Linked DNA regions of Mus musculus: regions 2, 3, 4, 5, 6 and 7 are each linked to region 1. The links are chromatin contacts, called in public Hi-C and HiChIP or PLAC-seq maps. All regions are on one chromosome and are shown on one strand. Each heading gives the region's core, a stretch centred on a gene start, on an enhancer-like site or on the middle of the called end of the contact. The rest is flanking DNA. Distances are from core to core; before and after follow the strand shown. Region 1 has its middle 60 kb from the start of Marcks. Region 2 has its middle 150 kb from the start of Gm46220. Region 3 has its middle 200 kb from the start of Gm46220. Region 4 has its middle 250 kb from the start of Gm46220. Region 5 has its middle 300 kb from the start of Gm46220. Region 6 has its middle 280 kb from the start of Gm31330. Region 7 has its middle 250 kb from the start of Gm31330.

Region 1 (2,934 bases), core at 242-2,741:
ATATAGTCTATTTGTCTTCCACAGGGGCATATAAAGAAGTCATTCTTCATTTCTCTTTACAGCTGTATAATATTTCCTTGTATAGAGATATCCCAGTTAAGATTTGTCTGCTGAAAAGCATGTGAGTTCTTTCAATAGTCTTATGGAAACATCTTCTGAGATCTGCCAGCACACCTGTACAGTAATTTACATGATGGAGCACTAAATGCAAAACAGTCAATAAAATATCTTTAAGCTGCATAAGTGTGAGTAGCAGTCATGCGGAGCAATGGTCCTCGTTTCCAAGCTCAGGGAACAGAAGGAGCCTTTGGTTCCTGGCAAAAGTCAGCAATTGTCTCTTCCAGAAAACTCATTGAGTCCTCATAGCAAAGAACTTTTTGGAAGTATACCAAACATGTCCCAAAGGAAATAAATTCTTGTTAGTAGCACTCTGGATAGGCGTGGACCACTGCCACACACCAAGTGGAATCCATGTTATGTATGCATAAAAAAAAATTAGGCAAAGTCTAAACTGATCTTAAAACTCCCCTGGAAAGCGTCGTATTGGAGACTGCCACACAGTGAATGCATGCAGCTGTATTTCCTCTGACGTGAAAACCTAGCAATGTGAGTTCAGTACTGGGTGAAAAACTCCTGGATGCTCAGTACAGGTCATTTGCCACCAAGTGCAGCAAAGAAGACAATTAGTATCAACCATTCTCTTGGAGGTTGAGCCTGGTTGCTATAAGGGCATGTGATGTGTCTCCAATGAAGGCAAATGTAGGCAAAAAATATGGCACTTTACAAGAATGTTGCTCTAAATGGAGATAAAGCAATATGTAGTCCATTTTAAAAGATTTTTAAAATGTGTGTGCGTGAGTATTTGTCTGTGTTTAGGTGAGTACAGGCGTCCAGAGTCAAGAAAAAGCTGAAAGTCAGGACTTTCAGAGTTGGCATTAACAGGTGACTGTGGATCAGGGAGGAGCTCAGAGCAATGCCATGCTTTTAACCACTGAGCCATCTCTCCAGCACCCTGCATTTCCTATTTTTAAATTCAGTTTTTAATTCCTTATGCACATTATCATAAGGCTCCACTGCCACTTCTTTTATTTCCACAAGCAAGGCACATTCTTGACCAACAGCTGTGCAGCAAAGGGTTCCTCCACAAATAATCCAGTAAATTCCCATGAAGCTCCATTTAAAAAAGAGATGTCTGCCCAGGGGAGAATCTAGCTGTGTCTGGTGACTCCCCTATGACATCTAAGAGTAATCTTTGCCAAGCGATTGTTACAAAAAAAGAAACCCCGAAGTTATACTATCAAGCAGAAAACAAAACAAAGAATGTCATGGAAAATGTCAGTACAGGTCATCACTGGTCTGGGCCTTCGGTGTGGAACGTGCATGCTGAAAGCCAGCATGGAAAATCTTTGCCCTGCATCTATGCAGAGCAGGAAGCAGCTCCCAGCAGGCCTTGCTCTTCAGACTGGCCTGTGTTGAACTTGGCAGGCTGCCTACTGCTTCAGCTCCTGGACCTCAGGCTCATTGTTCCAGGGCCACGGGCAGCATTTAAGACATAATAGGCCTATGTGACTACTTAGGGTTCCCAGCACAGAAAAGGACTTAGTCCTTATCTAGTAACAGCAAGCTGAATGCACGTTAAAAGTCTTTAGAAGAAGCAGATTTTTTTTCCCCGTTTCTATTCTTATTTGTATTTTTGGCTGATGAATTCCACTTGCATTGGGGCTCTGGAAACAGAAACAGGATGAGTTAAGTCAAAAGAAAAAACAAGCATGGCCTTTTGTGGAACCCTGGGAGGTATTTAGAGCCTTGTGTCTTAAGAGACTGGATGCCTTTTTGCTTTCCTGACCCAAGCTATTTTTTTCTTTTCTAATTGCCAGCCTTGGTAGCTATCAGTACTCAATACCAACCGACAGGTCGTGTGGATATTTTTCTACACTCTAAAGCCATTTCAAACACAAGAAAGTGTGGCTTACTCATCGTTTAGTCAAAAGGGAGAAAAGACCCTTTCCACTCTCCAGACTGCCATAGGCATTGTGTAAAAGTCACATGGTTGGATGCTGATAAACCCTCAAGACAGTGTCAGACATGGTGGCACAGGGTTTGAGGCCAGCCTGGGTGGTATACAGCCGCAGACCTCTACCTGCCCTGGTGCACACTGAAGGATCCTGTTGGTGCCACAGGGGTTTCCTGGGCTGTAGACCTTAGCAGGCTCTTTGCACCCCCACTCTACCTTCTACCCCAGAGCACAGCTGGTAGTTCCCCCAGGCCAGAGGTACAGCTCAGCCTCCATGCCTTTGGTGTGGCTCTGACTCTCCCTGTAGCAAAACCCAGCGTCCTGGAGAGTCAGGCTCCAGAAGGTGTTTGTTGAATTGAAGGAGGGGTCCTAGTTACCTACCTCCACCAAACCCCACCCTCGGATGCAGCCAGCTGGCCCTCAGTGCTGGTTTCCATTCCTCTCCTCTCTTGCTTTTGTTTATTCCAGACGCCAGGACCCCACTGTGGAGTCTGAAAGCAAGGTCTGGTCACTCAAATGACTTGTCCTAGTGTTGTCTTCTTGACCTTCTTGAACTGATGTCAAGGGAGGAACTTTGTTCCTTTAGGACATTGTGCTTTAGAAACATATTTAGCAAGGCTGGAGGACAGACGGAATGGGTGCAGCTTAGGTGTCATCTTTGGGGGTGACCTTTGCTCCAGACATGATCATCAGCCTATTTTAAGTTTTTACACTAAAGTCACTCTAAAGGCAATAGGCAATAGGTTTCAAAGGCATGAACTACTCCGAGCTTGTTCTGAAATGAATGAGAAGGCAGATCTGATGTTACTGGCACGGATATTCTTTATTCCATTTGCGTACAACGCTATGCTTGAGATCCTCTTACCTCAGCACAGAGAGCCTGGATCTCTTGTTTTTTTGTTTGTTTGTTTTTCCTTCAG
Region 2 (2,934 bases), core at 141-2,640, 830 kb before region 1:
GGATTGCAAACTGGTACAACCACTCTGGAAATTACTATGGAGGTTCCTCAGAAAATTGGAAATGGATCTACCTGAAGGTCCAGCAGGACCACTCTTGGGAATATACCGAAAAGATGCCTTACAGTGCCATGGGGGCACATGTTCCACTATGTTCATAGCAGCCTTGTTTGTGATAGCCAGAAGCTGGAAACAACCCAGATGTCCCAGGTCAGAAGAATAGATACAGAAAATGGGGCTCATTTCCACAGTGGAATACTACTCAGCTATTAAGAAAGAGTACATCCTGTGTTTTGAAAGCAAAATAGATGGAACTAGAAAATATCATCCTGAGTGAGGTAACTCAGACCCAAAAGAACATGCATGGAATGTAGTCACTAAATAAGTGGATATTAGCCATAAACAAACAAACAAACAAACAAGAAGAAAAGAAATGTACAGAATACCCACGATACAGTCCACAAAAACTAGAGAAGGAGTAGCTCTTTAAAGCACCAGTCTTCAAGGTCAAATATCTAAGACTGCCTTTAAAATTCTTCATGTTATCCCCACTTGAAGGTAATTTATCTGGTTCCCTGCATATTCTGTGCTATATATTTTTGTTCTAGCCTTCACTACTTTTTCCAATTTTTGATTAAATGATGCTTTTGAAAATTAGTTTAATTTACCTTTGCTTTGGCATGAGTGTGTTATATCCTATGTTCATATGTTCATTTTTCTTTCTCATCTCTGTAGTCATCTTTGTTCATTTTGAGATGGCAAAACCAGCCAGCCCTTCCTTGAGAAAGAGGCTGACAGGTGTGAGTAGACAGTCGATTTTCAGCTGTGATCAGAGTGCATCACTTCTCTTAGAATGCACCCTGTGCTACTTTTCCACTAACCAGTCTTTTTCATGACCTATGAAACCATGGCTTTCCCTTTGTTATCATCAGAATTATGGAGTGATTAGTAGGAGGCAAGTATTTAGAGTTTATCTGAAGTATAAATGTATCTTGGAGATATAGTTATTCTAGGAGGTAAAGGATTCACTGCGGGTTTACTGAAAACAACACCGGAGCTAATAACGTGCTAGATTCCCCACCCCACCCCCACCCCGTGGAAGCAGAAACCTGAATCCCTGTGGTCCTTAGAAAAGAACAGGAATTCGGATGCTTACTTTGGGTGGTTTGGAAGAAATTTTCACAGACTCCAGTTTAGAGCCATGGACCATGTAGATGAGTTTTTAAAGGCAACAAGGATGAGTATAGCAGATAGATATTTTTTTCCACAGGAATTGAAATGACATTTCCCTCTTGTCTCAATTCTTAATTGGCTACTCACGGTCACTGGGGTGTTTACACAGCCTCAAGGCTGGCTCCATTCTGTAGCCATCTGTCTCAGTTAGAAGCTCACTACAAGTTCCATATGGCTCCTTAATTCCAACAAGCCTGAAGCATTCTCATGTTCCATAGGGCCAGTTGAGAAGTTACCTTATTTGTTTTGGGTTTGAAATAACTGGAATTGAAATTAGCAGTACTCTACATCTCTCAGAATGCTTTTCCTTTAAAAGAAGATGTTGCCATGGGCACCTGGCATCTTTCTTACATCTTTGCACATGTTTATTTTCTAAATAGAGAACACATATTTTTGCTCCAAAAATAATAGAAAGAAGGGCACATTTTCATTTATGATGTATAGCACTAGCACAATTTCCACCAGATTCATACTGAATTTCCTAATTCTTTCACACACAAAATGCTATTCTTTTCATTTGCATAAGTTGGTGATGCTGGTGGTTAGCTATCTTGCCTGAAAACTGCAGGATCAGAAGTGGTTTGCACCTTAATCTAATCAATTACTTTTATTCAACTTAAACATCTTACAGTGAGTCATCTAAACCATTTCTTTCTGGGGACTTGTTGATCTTGGATATCTCTCTTTGTCCTATGGTGCAATCTATCTATCTCTTTGTGCAATGGACTGTTTTACTTATTATAACTATTTGGCACTGGATTATTTAGAAAACCATCCATTTTATTACAATTCAATATTCCAAATATTGGCGTTTCAGTTTGCTAAGTTCTTTTCCTGCCCTCTACCTCTTCTTCAATTCCCAAAGCTTTCCTGTTGTCTTCATGATCTAAATTCATCCATCCTTATTTCCATATCTTGCATGATTTCTCACTTAACATTTTCAGTCTGGTCAACTGGACCAAATTATGCTTATCTCATTTGTGTTCATGTTGGAAGATTAATTATTCCATTGAAGCCACACCTTCCCACTGTGCCCTAGGGTGCCTAACCTTCTTATGGGAGTCAGTGTATCAGTTCACTGGCTGCTCTAGAATCTGTTCTCCTATTTGATCTGCTTCACAAACATTCAAAATGAACAAACCTTTCCAATGTAAAGCACAGAACAAATTCTTCACCGCTCATACGTCTTTTGTGCCTATTCCCTATAATCGTCACTAAATCTCATGGAATTTTTTCTCCTAGCATGTTACTGTCCATTTTTTCTTTCCCTTTCTTAACATCCATTCTCATTAACTACCTTAAAGATGAGATCATCACTGTCAGCAACACAAACTTCCTGTATATTTCTGTCAGCTGTGCAAGCTTCTTTCTTGGCTACATGTTCACTTATGAATATTTCTTAGATTTTCCAAACTGAAATAAGATAATTACACAATAATAGACCTTAGCTGTGTTTTCTAAGCAGACAATAGTGGCTATTGTAAAAGGTTAAGGTAAGAAAAGTTTGGTTTGATCCAATATTCACTACTGTGTTGTAATGTGAGCAGGGTACAAACCAAATTCTTCAAATGAACATAAGCACTTATGAGTAAAGCAGACATTAAACACTTATTTTTTGTTTGTTTGTTTTCAGTTTTCCTCTGATGTATGTTTTATTAAATAAAATCAGTGCTTATTGTGGTAGCACAAATAAAAACAAACATT
Region 3 (2,934 bases), core at 115-2,614, 780 kb before region 1:
CTACATGAGTGTATCCACACAAATGTTTGTAGGTGCACTTAACTCTGAATGTGGAGGACAGACATAGATCCTGTAAAGTAAATTGGAGGGAGGGTGCTTTTCTATTTGCCCTTTATCTCCCCAATAAATAACATAGAGACCTTGTATTTATATTAAAAACTCCAGGCACTAAAATGGGCAGGTTCTGAGATATTTTAATCTGACTATGCCAGCCAGGTATACTTTCCAGCCACTTGCCCCACTACTTATTTGTCATTTTAGTCTTGCTCTGGTTGTTCCTGCTGGCAGTGTCCTCATGGTGAGGAACTGGAACTCTGCTCATGGCTAATCTCTCCCTCCCTCTGGTCCCCACCAGAGACCCGTCACATTGGGCCTGAAAGTCCTGTCTCTTCTTTCCTGCCCAGCTATTGGCTGAATCAGCTATGTATTAACCAATCAGAGGTGATGAAAAACAATCTTTACACAGCATTGAGACAGGAGATGCTCTAAAGATACAAATGATACCAATGTTTGGATTGCAACCAGATCTCTGGGCACAGTGTTCAGCATTTGAATACACAGTGCACAAAACCATTCTCTGGCAAGATCCTGAGGGGCTAGGGCTAGAATTGGAGTCACAGAGATTTGGAGGATGCCTGGTTTGTGATGTGGGTACTGGAGTCTAAACACAGGTCCTCCTGACTGTATAGTAAATGGTCTTAGTCACAGAGCACTCTCTGTCTCTCTCTGTCTCTCTGTCTCTGTCTCTCTCTCTCCCTTTTTATTATTAGTTCTATTTCTTTCTAGATCATTAAGACAATTTTAAATGAATACATTTTCTAAAATTTGAAGCCATTGTATATCCAGTGAAGTTTAAACAATGCTTTTGGACCTTCACAGTCAGCGTTTCTTTGTCATATCTAAGAACAGTTTTGGCTTGTTATTCCTAGAGGCACACAGGGAGTGCCTGTATTTTAATTGTTCCATTTTAAAGGATGTGGTGGCTTGCATACAGAAACATCTGATAATTTATATATTTTCATACAGGAACTCTTGCTTCAAAACACATGTAAACTCACAAACACCACAAATACTTTTTCTTTCTCTCGAATTTCAGGCAACAAGGGAGCCAGAATATTTGGAATTTGTATAACCCCAAACTGTGTTTTCCTAACTAATCTTGGCAAGCTTAAAACCCCTGGAAAGTAACAATTCACTTCCCAGGCGATTGTCCTGGACAGCTCTGCAGGAGCAAAACTGAACAGGATATCCAGCTATTGAAAGGGGCCGTGGCCCAGGTGGCCCGTCTCGCAGCTGTGGAGGGGCCTTCAGAGTGGGGCTGCTCCTGCAGGAAGAGTTTGCTTTTCCTCTGTCTGTTTTCACCTGGGAAGAGTATGTGGTCATGATCCACATGCACAGCTTGCAGGCACAGGACCCTTCCTCCACAGCTAGCATAAATCACCAGAGAATAAATCATGTAGGAGAAGCCTGGCACACCCACACAAGCAGTTATTTGGCTATGAAAAACAGCTTCAACTTTAATGTCACACTGGGAGGTATATAATGCTACAGACAGGAGACCACTTAGAGCCAATTGCTAAATTCATGAACAGAAAGGAAGCAAGGATGTAAGGATTGAGATGGATTCTTTGACCTCCATGTTAGGGGTTCTCACTACCAAGGGCTAGGTTTGCTTTGTGATGTTGGACTTCTATTTCTATGTATTTAAATTTTTGGAGAGAAATGATACATTTTATTCAACATAAAAGATCCTCAAGGAATTCTTACAAATAAGTCTGTCCAGACATAGTTTTCAAGTAGAGCAGGAGCCACCATGGGGAAGGTGATAAAAAAACATGTTTCTGTATTTTGTACTCGATTTTGATTTTTGATTTCTCTGTGAAGTACTTGTAGAGGAGGAGAAACTATATTTGTGTTCAGAGGAAAAATGGTTTGTAGTCTTCAAACTGAGATTTTTATTCTAGCTCACACAATTAAATTTGTGTTCATGTAATTGTGTTTATGTCCTTGGTACATGTAAACTTTGTTTTATATTCTTTTTGTTTGTTTGTTTTTGTTTGTTTGTTTTTTGAGACAGGGTTTCTCTGTGTAGCCCTGGCTATCCTGGAACTCACTTTGTAGACCAAGCTGGCCTTGAACTCAGAAATCTGCCTGCCTCTGCCTCCCAAGTGCTGGGATTAAAGGTGTGTGCCACCATGCCCAGCTTGTTTTATATTCTTAATACTAATGGACTAATATATTGATGAAATGTTATATAGATGATAGAACAATGGTGGATGGTAACTAGGCATAGAGATAGATAAATGATGAAAGACTAAAAGATGAGCTATCAGAATCTAACACTGTATTATTTGTTTTGTTTTTTTTTTTTTACATTTTTTATTTGATATTTAACTTATTTACATTTCACCTGTTATCTGCTTTCCTGGTTTCCCCTCTGCAAACTTCCTATCTCATTCCCTATTCTCCTGCTTCTATGAGGGTGCTTTCCCCATGCACCCACGCACTCCCACCTCACCATCCTGGCATTTCCCTAAACTGGGGCATTGAGCCTTCAAGAGCTGCTGCTCCTATTAATGCCAGAAAAGGCCATCCTCTGCTACATATACAGCTGGAGCCATGGGTCCCTCCAAATGTACTCTTTGATTGATGGTTTAGTCTCTGGGAGCTCTGGGGTTGGGGGAGGTGTCTGGTTGGTTGACATTGTTGTTCTTCTTATGGGATTGCGAACCCCTTCAGCTCCTCCAGTCCTTGCCCTAACTCCTGTGTTGGAGTCACCATGCTCAGTTAAATGGTAAGCTGCAAGCATCCACATCCATATTGGTCAGACTCTGGCAGAACCTCTCAGGAGACAGCTATATCAGGCTTCTGTCAGCAAGCACTTCTTGGCATGAGTAATAGTATCTGGGTTTGGTGTCTGTACATGGGATGGAT
Region 4 (2,934 bases), core at 180-2,679, 730 kb before region 1:
TAACAAAAATCAAGTGTGTGCTGGGCATGGTGGCACACACCTTTAATCCCAGCACTTGGGAGGCAGAGGCAGGCAGATTTCTGAGTTTGAGGCCAGCCTGGTCTACAAAGTGAGTTCCAGAACAGCCAGGGATATACAGAGAAACCCTGTCTCGAAAAAAAAAAATTAAAAATTAAAAAAATTTTAAAAAAATCAAGTGTGCCTAGGGCACTTTTACATAAAGAATACCATGTTATCCTACCAAACTTTCTGGGCAGAAACATAAAAACTCTGACTGTTTAAAGTGGGAACAAAAAAAAAGTAATTAAAGTTTAAAAAAGTAATAAAAATTACATAGAAACTTATATATGGGATCCTAAACTGATAGAATTAGTGCCCTTTTAGTAAGTGACCCAAGTGTGGTGGCACACTATAGTCCCAGCTATTCAGGAGACAAAGCTAGGAAGATAGCTCTGGCCCAGGTGATTAATGATGGGCCACATAGCAAAATGCTTTCAAAAAATAAACAGATTAGTAAGTAGATGCTATAAAGCCAGATATAACACAGAGAAAAAATGCATTGTTCTACAAGCCAAGAATCTATTACCAGAAACCAACTGTGTCAGGTCTTAATGAAGTATATCCAGCCAAGAGCATCACAAGAAAACAAACGTCTGTTGTTTAAGCCATTCCAGAGGATGGCACTTTGTTGTGGCAATCTAAGCAAGAGCCCTGATACAGCACTTATTTTATAATTGATGAAAACTCAATCACAGCCCTAGATTTCACACTCAAAACACAATAAAGAATTGTGGACTTGAATGAAAGACATGCTTTGAAGAAATGCTCAAGTTCAGAAATGTAACGTAACACAGTGGTATACTTTATTTACCTGAAGGTTCAACTCTAATGTTAGGAAGTTAGATTTATTGTTGCTTTCTTAATAACCCAGTCATCTCACGTGTAAAAGCATATTGCATTCAAGTGTCTGGGGCTATTTTCAGGAATCAATACTTGTTCCTTAGCAGTTGCACAGTAGCAGACAATTGCATAAAGAAGCTGTCTGTCTTTATTTACACAATGTATTTTTGTATTCACTAGGCCAGAAAGAATAGTTCTGTGTAGCAGCTGCCATTGTATTTTCTGCTTATCTCAGTCCTGTCTGCCACTGTTATAATTCACCAGCTGACACCCGCCTTGGCAGAAACCACGGGCAGTAATTTCATGCCAAGCAACAACGAAGCTCTGAACTCTGACACAATTCATCTTAGTTCTAGTTAGTAAAGGGGATTCTTTGGATCTTCCCCCACTTCTGTTGAAGCATTTGTGGCTGTAAAGGGGGAGGGGAGGGGGAGGGAGAGAAGATGGGGGATGCAATGGAAATGTACACTGGGGAACAGTTGCTGCTCTGTCTGGAGCAGGGGAACAGTGTCACTGGAAGACAGAGTCACTTGTGAGGGATGAAGACTGGATGTCCAGATAATGACATTCCTGCTTGTTTGGTTTTACAGAGTTGGAAGGATATGAGAGCACATTTGGTCTCCAAAAATACACTACTGTTCAACTCAAATGATTTGGAGGTTCAAAGTGTAATTTCTGGCACTTTCTGATTTAGGAAGCTTGAATTCAGGCATGAAGGCACTTGATTGTAACCATAAAAAATAGCCTTGTTTTGGTTGTGAATGCTTGATAAATAAAATGGAAAACTGCACGTCTTCAAGTTAATTTCTATACTCCCAATGGCCGTGGTTCACGTGGGTTTCATTGCAAGCAGATTAATTTTTAGTCTGAAAATCACCAGTAGCCAGCCAATCACATTTCGAAATCATGCCTTTTAGAAGTTTTGAAATATATTTTTAAAGCACACGTCAGAATCCCCTAGGTTTCCCACAATCTACTGAGAGTAAGAACCGTACTTTCCACACCATTTCCTGATAACTTCATGTGACACACAGTACCACATGAATTGCAGAAGTGAGATGACAGACTAGGTAACCACTCTTTTAAATGTCACCTTGGCCTCAGGTACCCTCTCATGTCAGCCAAACATAAATATCAGGCTAGAACTGTGATGGTATGGCTTTGTATTTCCCCCTTTAAATTCTGTGTATATACAGAGAGAGAGACTGATTAAAAGAAACTCTAATGAGGATATTGCTTCAAATCTCACTCAACTTTCTATCCTCTCACTGATGAATCTTAGCAAACTGAGGAGCCAGTTCTGTTGACAGCATTTTGAAAAAGAAAGCATAAGGGTCACATTTGATTACACTCCTGCTATTTCACTAATGACACGGCAGAGAAAACATTGTATTCAGCCGGATTTCATGTCTCAATACTACCTGGTGATGCTAATTAAATGAAAAAGAATAATTCATCAAAATTTAAAATAAAATTGCATCATGTCATTTATCTCTAGAGAAACAATGGGTCAAAATCATTGATGGCCAAAAAGAAGATTATTTTCGTATGTTTTGCTGATCACAGTTTTTACATCACAGCTTTCAACAAAGTCAGATTCTCCTAATGAAGCATATTTTCAAGAAGCAACTGAAAGATGTGTTCTCTTGAAAAGCTAATTTCTGTCTTGATACACATAAACTGAGGGGTCTTGTGTTCTCTAAAGGAGAGGAAAACCTTTATCAAAATTATAAAAAAAGATATCAGCTAAATAAACTCAGTAAGATCTCAAAAACTTTGTAGGATTTAGCTAATTAACTTAAATCAGTTGATATGTCTGATCAAAAATGATAGCTATGAAGAGGACAGATTGGAACTTGCAAGATAGCCAACTAGACCAACTCATAGTGTCTGATAGACCAAGTCAAGACCTTAAATTAAAAGAGATAGGCTCAAATTTCCATCTTAAGCCAGCCGCCAGAGAGAGATGAAGAGGCTGGTCTTCTGATTAGGAAAAGATCAGTAAATGGATGGTTCCTCACTGACATCTCTCAG
Region 5 (2,934 bases), core at 240-2,739, 680 kb before region 1:
ATTGAGACAATTGCCCAACAAACAAGCCAGCAGGGCCACCTGTTTTACAATCCCTCATCCAGACTCGCTTCCCAGGTGTTTCTAGGTTTTGCTTGTTTGTTTGATTGTTTCTGGTTGACAAGCTAACCATCACACTCACTGAGTCATGCTCCCAGCCCAGTGTTCTTCACCAGGTTAAGAGTGTTTAAAGAACAGAGGACACAAATTTTCTCTTTTCAAGTATGTTGCCATGTCTTTTATATACTAAGTAGCCAAAAAAAAACTATTAAATATTTAATGAGAGGTCCTTAGATGGACATCTCTCACCAGACTGTGCCCTTCTTTTCAATTTACAACCAGTTCTCAAAGTCAGAAACACAATGCAACAAAATGGTAATATTTAAATTCTATCTGAATGACATTTTCTTCTAATCAAAATTATCTTTTTAATGAAAGGGTAATTTCTTAAATATGTCAAGTAAACTAAATTTTGATGAACATAAAATATGAGCATAGTTTTCTATGAAAAATTACAAATGTATGGCTTACAGGAAGTGAGCACATATCAATACAACAATAAGAACATTAATAATTCATAAAAGATGTTGCTCAGTGTTTTATAGCATCTCTCCTACTAAGTCAACTGTGGTGTTACAGATAATACTTGGAAGCAGATACATGTGGACTCATGAGCAGTGATGGTGATATCTCACAGTATCCTGTTCTCAGATGCAAAGCAGATCCAAAACCAAATAGATATGGGTTACTCATCCTGCAGGAGGTAAGTGCAACATGTAGAGCCATTGAAAATAGCCTCAGACTCTTTCTTCAATGTGTTTATCAAATCTGATCTTGAGACATAATACTCATTAATTTCATCCTGTCTTCATGTCTTAATTGCCACTCTACTTCTTTTAATATTTATATGACAGAAGTCCTTGATCCTGTACTAACTGACAAAAAGCTTCTGCCAAGAATAACTCATCACATAGGGGCATTGTCTGGTTTGTCCAAAAAGTGGACTGCATTTATCGATGGGCAATGCCTTCTCATCATATTGCGTTATTGTCATGTTCAGAAAATAAATCATATAGATGACCTTGTTGTCTCAGGGTTGCTGTCTAAATGCTTCACCCTCAGTTGTACTCCATACTATGAGCACTGTTTCTGTCTAGCTGCAAAACTCACAGATGTTACTTAAAGACACACACTGTGAAGTATGACTCTACCACCTTTGACTTTCTGCAGAATCAGACAACAAAAAGACAAGCAATCAAGTAGGAAAAATAGTGTGAACACTATCTTCTTTCAATGGTTATACACATAAATATTGTTAGTCTGGTGAAGTTGCCAAACCAAAGTTTTATAACTAATAAACTAAGTCAGGGGTTTGCATCCAAAATGGATCCTTTGGGAAGAACAAGGGCTTAATACTTCACTCAGCAGTTGTTATCTTAGACAAGTCAGGAAGAGAAAGGATGTGATCTGATGAATTGTGCTTCCAGATGGTTTGCAGAAGTTGCTGCCGGCCAGTAAGGCAGAAATAAATACATTGGTCGAGACATACAAGATAAGACAGCTGAACTGGATGGATTTTGCAAGATGTCAGGTCTTAAAATTGTGCAGAAGATAACAGTTGGAATGAATACACACACACACATACATATTTCCTCACACAAAAGATGCCTAAGGTCTAAGTTTGGTCAAATTCGAAGCTTTATGATGTATAAAACTTACATATGGAACTTATAAATGGAACTACTCTGTCATTAGGCAAAATGTAACTGAGATCTGTCTAGATGGATAGTATGTGGTTTCTTCACAGGATTCTGTTTAGTAAAAACATCATCGTTTATATCAGTAATATTGTTCCAATAAAAGAATGTAAAGATTATTTTGGAAAAATCTTTGTTTGTGAGCTGCTGGCTAGATAGCAGAACATGTACATGAAACCTATAAAAAACTAAAAATATTTTATTTCAATTTTATCTTTGTTTTCATTGAATAACTAAAGACAAACATGTGACTTAAAACAAGCTAAACACAAACATATCATTCGATCTTAAAGCAAGCTGTGTTGTAATTTGATCAGTGTTAGGTAAGAGGGTTATATGTTAGGAAGAACAATCTGTTCCAAATACAGAATTCTTAGAGGGAAATATTCATTTTGTATCTTTGATGCTTCACAATAACATTTATAGTGCCAGTAGGCAATTAATGACTACCTGGTACTTTCAATGAAATCATTTTAAGTGTGTCACATATAGAATTGAAAGTACTAAAAGATAAAATTCTACTTTTATAGAATTTAATTTGGATATTTGGAAAGCTGCTTCACTAATATAAATTTGTTAAATGATATCAAACAAATATCTAATATCAAGGAAAATGATTTATCTTCCTTTTTATTAACTGTAAAACTAAATCATAAAAGTGTTAGATAATGTGTAATTGGCCATATGACTGCAATAAAAGTACAGTATGATCCTTGTTGTGAGCGAGTGTATCAAAAGCCTGAAATTGCAAAACTGGATAAAATAGGCTACTGTGAAATGCCTGAATTGTGTGTCCATAGAGGGAAACATCAGTACAAACTGATGTTTAATTGTGGAGTTTAGTAGATATTTTCCCCCAGTGGCATTTAAAAGGCACACAAACCTGGAACACAAGGAAAAGATGTGTTTGGCTGAAAGGAGAGCATAAAAAATGTAGACTGTGGATGCAACTCAGTGGCTGGAGCAGCAAGGAGTTTAGGCCACACATCTATGGATTGGAGAACAAATACCAAGCAAGCCAAAATGCCAAAACTAGTAAGCTAGGGTCCTAGGATCAGGTCTGGAAAAGCTCTTTATGACAGCAGGAAGCCTGAATTTATTCTTAGGAATATTGAAAATCACTTAAATATTTTGAGAATAAGGTAACAATAAAATTTTATTAGCCTCAATTAAAGTTAAT
Region 6 (2,934 bases), core at 185-2,684, 640 kb before region 1:
CATCCTACTTGGGCCCTTCATCTTGTTGAGCTTTTTGAGTTCTGTAGACTGCATCTTGGGTATTTTGTAATTTTGGGGGGAGGTAATATTACTAATAAGTACATACCATGCATATCCTTTTAGGTTTGAGTTACCTCATTCAGGATGGCATTTTCTCATTCCATCCATTTGCCTGCAAAACTCAGGATCAGAGAAATGCAAATCAAACCAACCCTGATATTCCTTCCACCTTACACCAATCAGAATGGCTAAGATCAAAACCTCAGGTAACAGCAGATGTTGGAGAGGATGTGGAGAAAGAGGAACACTCCTCCATTGTTGGTGGATTACAATCAGGTACAACCACTCTGGAAATCAATCTGGAGGTTCCTTAGAAAACTGGAAATAGATCTACCTGAAAACCCAGCAATAACCTTCTTGGGAAAGATGCCCCACCATGCCACAAGAGCACATGTTCCATCATGTTCATAACAGCCTTGTTTGTGATATCCAGAAGCTGGAAACAAACCAGATGTCCCAAGACAGAAGAATGGATACAGAAAATGTGGTTCATATACATAATGGAATGCTACTTAGTTATAAAGAATGAAGATATCCTGAGTTTTGCAGGCAAAGGGACTATGCTTCCGTTTCTGTTGGTTTTGCTACTCTATAAGAGAGAATATGGGATGTGAGAGCAGAGAATTAATGAGGCCTTGAAAGATACATGAAGAATCAGCTGATCTCAGGAGCATCTCCCAGGTTCTAGACCTGTGTAATCCTTTGGTCTACAACACAGTGTAAGGCAGCTGCCACTCAGTGCATGCTCTGCTATCTCCATGCTTGATGTCTCTATAACTATTCTTAGCTCATTGCCTTGCTCTATGAAACCAATCTCACCCTTCACTTCTAGTGTATGGTGTGTGTGTGTGTGTGTGTGTGTGTGTGTATACATGTGTGAATATGAGTAGATGCCAGTAGACATAGAGCCTCTGGGTCATGCTGTGATCCTACAACTCAACCAATTGTTTTAACTGGCTGACCATTAAACCTGAGGGAACTACATGTCTCTGTCCTTATCCACTCTAAATACTGAGTTTGCATACTCATGCCAACATAACCAGAGTTTATGTGAGTGTTGCAGATCAAAACTGCTTATGAACTGAACAACCCTCAGTCTCCTCCTACTAGCTTCTGCTGAATCTTGTTTGTGTATTGTTTTCTTATCTTTGGCTTCTATTTCTTTCTTCTACTTACAAGGCTGCAGAGGGAAGGGAGACAGGAAAGGAAACTCTGGATAATTATTTTGACCAGCACTGCTGTTGGCTAGTACTGGTTTCCTTTTGCCACAGCAGCTGTTGAGAGCCTCTTTTGCACATTTTCTTCTTCCTGACTCTACTGCTGGCCAGTCTGAATATAGCCCCTTATTCAGGAAGGAATCTAACTTGGCTTCCTTTTTGTCAGTCAACCTCACATTCTTCCTGCACAGATGTCCTGCCCTCCAGCCAAGGACTTCATGAGCATTAACCATTTAAAGGTGAACCCAGGCTAAACCTTTCTAACGCAACGTCCACATCTGGTTTTGAAGGATCTAAGATATTTGATCATCTTTCAGTGGGAGTATGGGTTTTTCTCCCAACAACATTCTGTACTTTCTTGCCTGTTCAGACTACTACTTAAAAATGTTTAAGACATTAAACATGTGTCTTCCAAACATCATGGGGAAACTCAGACTGAGGTTAGCCATTTCATTGCTAATATCAGCATTTGGTGTTTGGGGCTGAGAAGGACTGAAGAAGCAAGCATTCTTCACTGTACATGTTAAGTGCACTATCTATAACTGAGACATAACCACAGGCTTTGTATTTTTTTATTTTGAAACTATCCAAAACCCACCTGGTTCAAAATGACTTACGTGTATACTCCAGTCATCTCACTATGGGTGTTATCTTCCAGTGACTGAGAAAACCTTTTCTGAGTGTGTGGTCTGGGAAAGAATTTGCCAGGAGGAAAAACTGGTTCTTTCTGAATACTAGTGCATCACTCACCTACCACATAATAGTCCATCCTATTGTGCAGTCCTCTATCCATTGGACTGTCAGTTCTGAAAACAAAGACTTTATCTGATTATGGGGCCAGTGAGCTATGGGACAAGGAGCAGGTCCAGAGCAAGAGTGAGGTTGAGAAGTGTCCAAACCCTTGAAATCTCATCCTGAGATCAGCATAGCCCTGCATGCCTGCATGTTTTGACACAGATAGCCCTGTGCCCCTAAACCTTGTCTCATCAGAGGAAGTCAAGTATCCCATAGCAAGGTTAAACCTCCTTTCCCTTTATAAGATTATGTCCAGTAGCACCTGGAATTCCTCCTTATGTAAATTCGGCATCCCCAGCGTCATGACCCCAGCCAATGATGTGCACTCAACTCTATAGCCCCGACTCACCCCACAAAGGTATAAATAGCTATTGTTTCACAGCAATAACCTGAACCAGTTCTCTGAAGTTGTTGCCAGTAGGTGTGTATTCTTTACCCATGCACTCACCTCACCACTGACAAAGATCCTGCCTGCACCCAGCAGCCTGGCTAAACTTATTTCCTGCCAGTCCACCCCAGGGAGAAGTAGACACAGGGTAGCATATGACCATTTCTTTACCATTTCCAACAATATTGTATATCCATCAAGATAAGGGGTATCATCTCCAAAAAAGCAAAAATACTCAGGATACTCTAAAGTGATAGTTTCCATAAGTGGATACATAGCATATCTTTGGCACTGCAAATTCATCAGGAGGCAGCACAATTATGGAGAAAAAGTGGATCATGAGGAAAGGTGGACAAAGTGATCTAACACTCTAGGGACAATAAATATGGGTTAACAAAGTGCATAAATGAGTGAATGGCCCAAATATTTGCTCACTGTAATTATTCCTTTAGGCAATGATATTAAATTTCTTGG
Region 7 (2,934 bases), core at 145-2,644, 600 kb before region 1:
CATGATTAAAAAAAAAAAAATCACACTGTTTGTAAATATCTAAAGCTATGTAGAAATCATTTCATGTAGCATTCTGGTGATGTCTAGCAGCAAGCGGGTTTTTGTTGTTGTTGTTGTATTTGTTTTTGTTTGTTACAAAAACATAACAAAGAGGACTTAATCCCTAGGCAGAGGAAGACGCTTGAGAGGCACCGTGAGAGACTTCAGTTGGCCTGGGTGCTCTGCCAAAAAGCAAATATCTCAAGTTTTGTGCTGACAATTATAGCCCTAGCTGATTAGCTTTTTTATCTAAACTAATACAGATTTTTGCCATCTTTATCTGCACAAAATCGTAGCCAGACCCTCTCTCATGACATTAAACCTCTGATGGTCCTTCTAAGTTATATTTTAATTAGAAGTCCCAACTAGGGATGACAGTCCCTGCTAGTAACGTTCAGATTGGCATCAAAATCTGGCCAGAGACACAAACAGAGCTAAACCAGGAGGTCGCCTGGGCTGATTTTCATCAAGAGGTAGGATTTTTTTAAAAATCTCCACTCTTATTTGCATTTGCTTTTGCTTTCGGCAGTGATTTTGTCTTGACAGTTTTAAATGGATTTTGTTTGTTTGTTTAGTCCTCCACTTAAAGTGTAAAGAAAAATAGTCAAAATTATTAGAAGAACCTTTGCAGAGATCAAATGATACCCTCCCTGGTTAGATAAATACAGACTCAATTATTTTGAGGACATTTAAGGATAAACATTTTGGCTTAGAATATGACATTTGAGATAAAGTTGACATCCAGAAGGCCTATTATTTAGTTTGCTTTAAGAGCAAATAGTTATTGAACATAGTAGAAAACAACAACAACAATTTAAAAACCAACAAATATGTTACGTTGATTGAGGAATAAAAATCAAAGGCCTCTTTTTCTATATTTAATTATATTTTATTTACATATTTAATTATTGTAATCTATTATACACTTTCAGTGTTGTTTTCCAATTTGAGGAGAGGGACTGTTTTGTTCTGCTGTCTGTTTTTTGTGTTTGTGTGTTTTGTTTTTGTTTTGTCACAAAATCAGTGTATCATCTGTCACATGACAGTCAGGAAACCTTTAAATAAACATGCTTGGATCTAGAAAAGAGAGAGCTGTAATTCAGTTCCAGAACCAGTTTTTCGATAAGGTAGAACAGCAAATAAAACAATATTTTAACATTTTCCATAGCTAAAAACTAAATCCAGTGAGCAGAGGAAGCAACATGAACACAGAGAAGGCTCAGAGACAGAAATTCTGAGCCCTGGTTATTAAATCAGGCAAACAGCCAAAGCAGCTGCACTGGTCAGTCCTCCCCTGCTGGGACTGCCCTGTCCTCCCAGTTTAGGGCCACTTTTTTCTCCCTGCAGTATTGCACTCCTTGAGAGCTTTGCACTGCTTACTTTCCTGCCTGATAGCATGCAATTATTCAGTGGCTTATCCCAGCCAATAGCTAGCAGTGGACTCAGGAAGGGATAAGAATTTTTTTTTTTTTTGAGCTGCTGAGGCAGGCAGCATCTGTGGCAGATGGCCTACAGCAGATTTTAAAAACTAGAAACAGAAAAAGAATAAAACAAAACAAAACAGAAAACCTAGTAAACACAGAACATAAAATGTTCAAGGGACAGATTCAGCAAAAATTGAACAAGTAAACGTAGAACATAGAATGTTCATGTAATCAAATAGATTGTTCAAAACCAAAACGTGCAGTGACCACCTTCATCCATATATTTAAACAAGCTTGACAGATTTACCGTCCCAGATCCCAGTATCCAAGACCCAGGTAGGCAGAGAGACTGCTTGCTTGTGCTAGTGGGCAGGAGACAGACAAACCACAGAACAAAATGGAGAGCACCAATAACCAGGCACCAAAAACTCAGGTGGGTAGTACAATGTCTTGCTGGTGCCCTGGACATGAGTTCATTTACCTCATCACACAGCTCTCTGCCTGGCAGACAGGATTCCACCAGTACCAGATGTCATCAAAACGAGATGCCCTCTATGACCCACCAATAAAGGCCTTTTCAGATATGTGCTTACAAGTTTCTTTTTAGTGCAAGAGTTCACTCCAACAATCCCAAACTGAAAGCATACCTCAGAGCCATGGAATATTTCCTTTCAAGGTATGTACCTCCTAAGGCTGCATTTCAGTTCTGGAGTCTAGGGATGAAGTTCCAGATTCATAATTTGAAGTCTTGATCTAATTGTTAATCTCACCAGAGTAAAGATTCTTTTAGTTGAATTAAAAGAGCTTCCTTTTCTGTCTTTTGTGCTACCTCCCTAAAGGAGGGCTTAAGAAAACAGCATCAAACACAGGAGAAAATAGAGTTTATATTAGCCCCCGAACTGGAAGGCTAGGGAGCTTTTCAAAAGTTTTTGGTTATATATGAACTTGGCAGGGTATTTTAAAAGTATTTTGCGGAACATCTTATCAGTGCGGAGATCAGGGTATAGGGCATGGAACAAGTCAAACTGAGAAAATAGGTCAAGACATGGTCAAATCCAAGTTTTACAGAAAACATAGTAAACCTATTTTGACCTTGTAATAAGGTGGCTTTTAATATTAAGATGGAATCAGGCTGCTCCATCTTTATGTGTGTGTGTATGTGTGTCTGTGTCTTTGTGTCTGTGTGTTTCTCTGTGTGTGTACATGTTTGCAAGTGTGTTGGGGAATGTAATTCATCATGAAACCATAGCAGTTATATATTCCACCTTATCTTTCTTCTTTCTTCTCAGTTTTCTAAAAAACTTGAAATATATCCCAATTAGAGGGCATATCTAGTTCCTTCCCATAAAGGATTTGGGAAGTAGTACAGTGTGAATGTTGCTATTTTCTAAAAGACATGTTTTGGCAAAGTAAAACTGTGGTGCATATAGGCAAGCTCATGAGCAAAATGACAGCAAAGCATTGTGCACAG

Evidence for each region. A called contact is a pair of places that touch in the nucleus more often than the background predicts. HiChIP or PLAC-seq counts read pairs in DNA pulled down with a chosen protein or histone mark.
Region 2: a contact with region 1 is called in a Hi-C map of cerebellum, with 2.8 times the contacts expected there. The contact joins two enhancer-like sites. A contact is called at or near these places in 5 of 484 Hi-C or Micro-C datasets (the HPC-7 cell line, bone marrow-derived macrophages, cerebellar granule neurons and 2 more).
Region 3: an H3K27ac HiChIP or PLAC-seq map of heart atrium shows a contact between it and region 1, with 10 times the contacts expected there. The contact joins two enhancer-like sites. A contact is called at or near these places in 1 of 15 datasets of contacts at CTCF or cohesin (large pre-B cells), 1 of 484 Hi-C or Micro-C datasets (bone marrow-derived macrophages), 1 of 115 datasets of contacts at active chromatin or transcription factors (heart atrium) and 1 of 9 other capture datasets (embryonic stem cells).
Region 4: a contact with region 1 is called in a Hi-C map of cerebellum, with 2.1 times the contacts expected there. The contact joins two enhancer-like sites. A contact is called at or near these places in 1 of 15 datasets of contacts at CTCF or cohesin (large pre-B cells), 3 of 484 Hi-C or Micro-C datasets (bone marrow-derived macrophages, cerebellum and nephron progenitors), 1 of 115 datasets of contacts at active chromatin or transcription factors (bone marrow-derived dendritic cells) and 1 of 9 other capture datasets (embryonic stem cells).
Region 5: a contact with region 1 is called in an H3K27ac HiChIP or PLAC-seq map of cardiomyocytes, with 7 times the contacts expected there. The contact joins two enhancer-like sites. A contact is called at or near these places in 1 of 15 datasets of contacts at CTCF or cohesin (the NIH/3T3 cell line), 3 of 484 Hi-C or Micro-C datasets (the 3T3-L1 cell line, bone marrow-derived macrophages and embryonic fibroblasts), 1 of 115 datasets of contacts at active chromatin or transcription factors (cardiomyocytes) and 1 of 9 other capture datasets (embryonic stem cells).
Region 6: a Hi-C map of uterus shows a contact between it and region 1, with 4 times the contacts expected there. The contact joins two enhancer-like sites. A contact is called at or near these places in 2 of 15 datasets of contacts at CTCF or cohesin (the NIH/3T3 cell line and pro-B cells), 2 of 484 Hi-C or Micro-C datasets (bone marrow-derived macrophages and uterus), 2 of 115 datasets of contacts at active chromatin or transcription factors (cardiomyocytes and heart atrium) and 1 of 9 other capture datasets (embryonic stem cells).
Region 7: a contact with region 1 is called in a Hi-C map of muscle stem cells, with 1.6 times the contacts expected there. The contact joins two enhancer-like sites. A contact is called at or near these places in 4 of 484 Hi-C or Micro-C datasets (bone marrow-derived macrophages, cerebellar granule neurons and muscle stem cells) and 1 of 115 datasets of contacts at active chromatin or transcription factors (embryonic stem cells).

What each region holds. Positions count from the first base shown.
Region 1 is chr10:37,077,193-37,080,126 of GRCm38.p6, reverse strand. No RefSeq gene overlaps it. Among named protein-coding and RNA genes, the nearest start is that of Marcks, 60 kb to the left of the region's middle. Within about 2 kb of position 1,491, at least 100 of the 459 cell types and tissues checked have an H3K27ac peak or open chromatin away from gene starts, as enhancers often do. A contact at or near this core is called in cerebellum, heart atrium, muscle stem cells and 1 more, where this site is marked.
Region 2 is chr10:37,906,382-37,909,315 of GRCm38.p6, reverse strand. No RefSeq gene overlaps it. Among named protein-coding and RNA genes, the nearest start is that of Gm46220, 150 kb to the left of the region's middle. Within about 2 kb of position 1,390, at least 9 of the 459 cell types and tissues checked have an H3K27ac peak or open chromatin away from gene starts, as enhancers often do. A contact at or near this core is called in cerebellum, where this site is marked.
Region 3 is chr10:37,859,586-37,862,519 of GRCm38.p6, reverse strand. No RefSeq gene overlaps it. Among named protein-coding and RNA genes, the nearest start is that of Gm46220, 200 kb to the left of the region's middle. Within about 2 kb of position 1,364, at least 24 of the 459 cell types and tissues checked have an H3K27ac peak or open chromatin away from gene starts, as enhancers often do. A contact at or near this core is called in heart atrium, where this site is marked.
Region 4 is chr10:37,810,971-37,813,904 of GRCm38.p6, reverse strand. No RefSeq gene overlaps it. Among named protein-coding and RNA genes, the nearest start is that of Gm46220, 250 kb to the left of the region's middle. Within about 2 kb of position 1,429, at least 59 of the 459 cell types and tissues checked have an H3K27ac peak or open chromatin away from gene starts, as enhancers often do. A contact at or near this core is called in cerebellum, where this site is marked.
Region 5 is chr10:37,759,381-37,762,314 of GRCm38.p6, reverse strand. No RefSeq gene overlaps it. Among named protein-coding and RNA genes, the nearest start is that of Gm46220, 300 kb to the left of the region's middle. Within about 2 kb of position 1,489, at least 1 of the 459 cell types and tissues checked has an H3K27ac peak or open chromatin away from gene starts, as enhancers often do.
Region 6 is chr10:37,719,416-37,722,349 of GRCm38.p6, reverse strand. No RefSeq gene overlaps it. Among named protein-coding and RNA genes, the nearest start is that of Gm31330, 280 kb to the right of the region's middle. Within about 2 kb of position 1,434, at least 9 of the 459 cell types and tissues checked have an H3K27ac peak or open chromatin away from gene starts, as enhancers often do. A contact at or near this core is called in uterus, where this site is marked.
Region 7 is chr10:37,681,756-37,684,689 of GRCm38.p6, reverse strand. No RefSeq gene overlaps it. Among named protein-coding and RNA genes, the nearest start is that of Gm31330, 250 kb to the right of the region's middle. Within about 2 kb of position 1,394, at least 13 of the 459 cell types and tissues checked have an H3K27ac peak or open chromatin away from gene starts, as enhancers often do. A contact at or near this core is called in muscle stem cells, where this site is marked.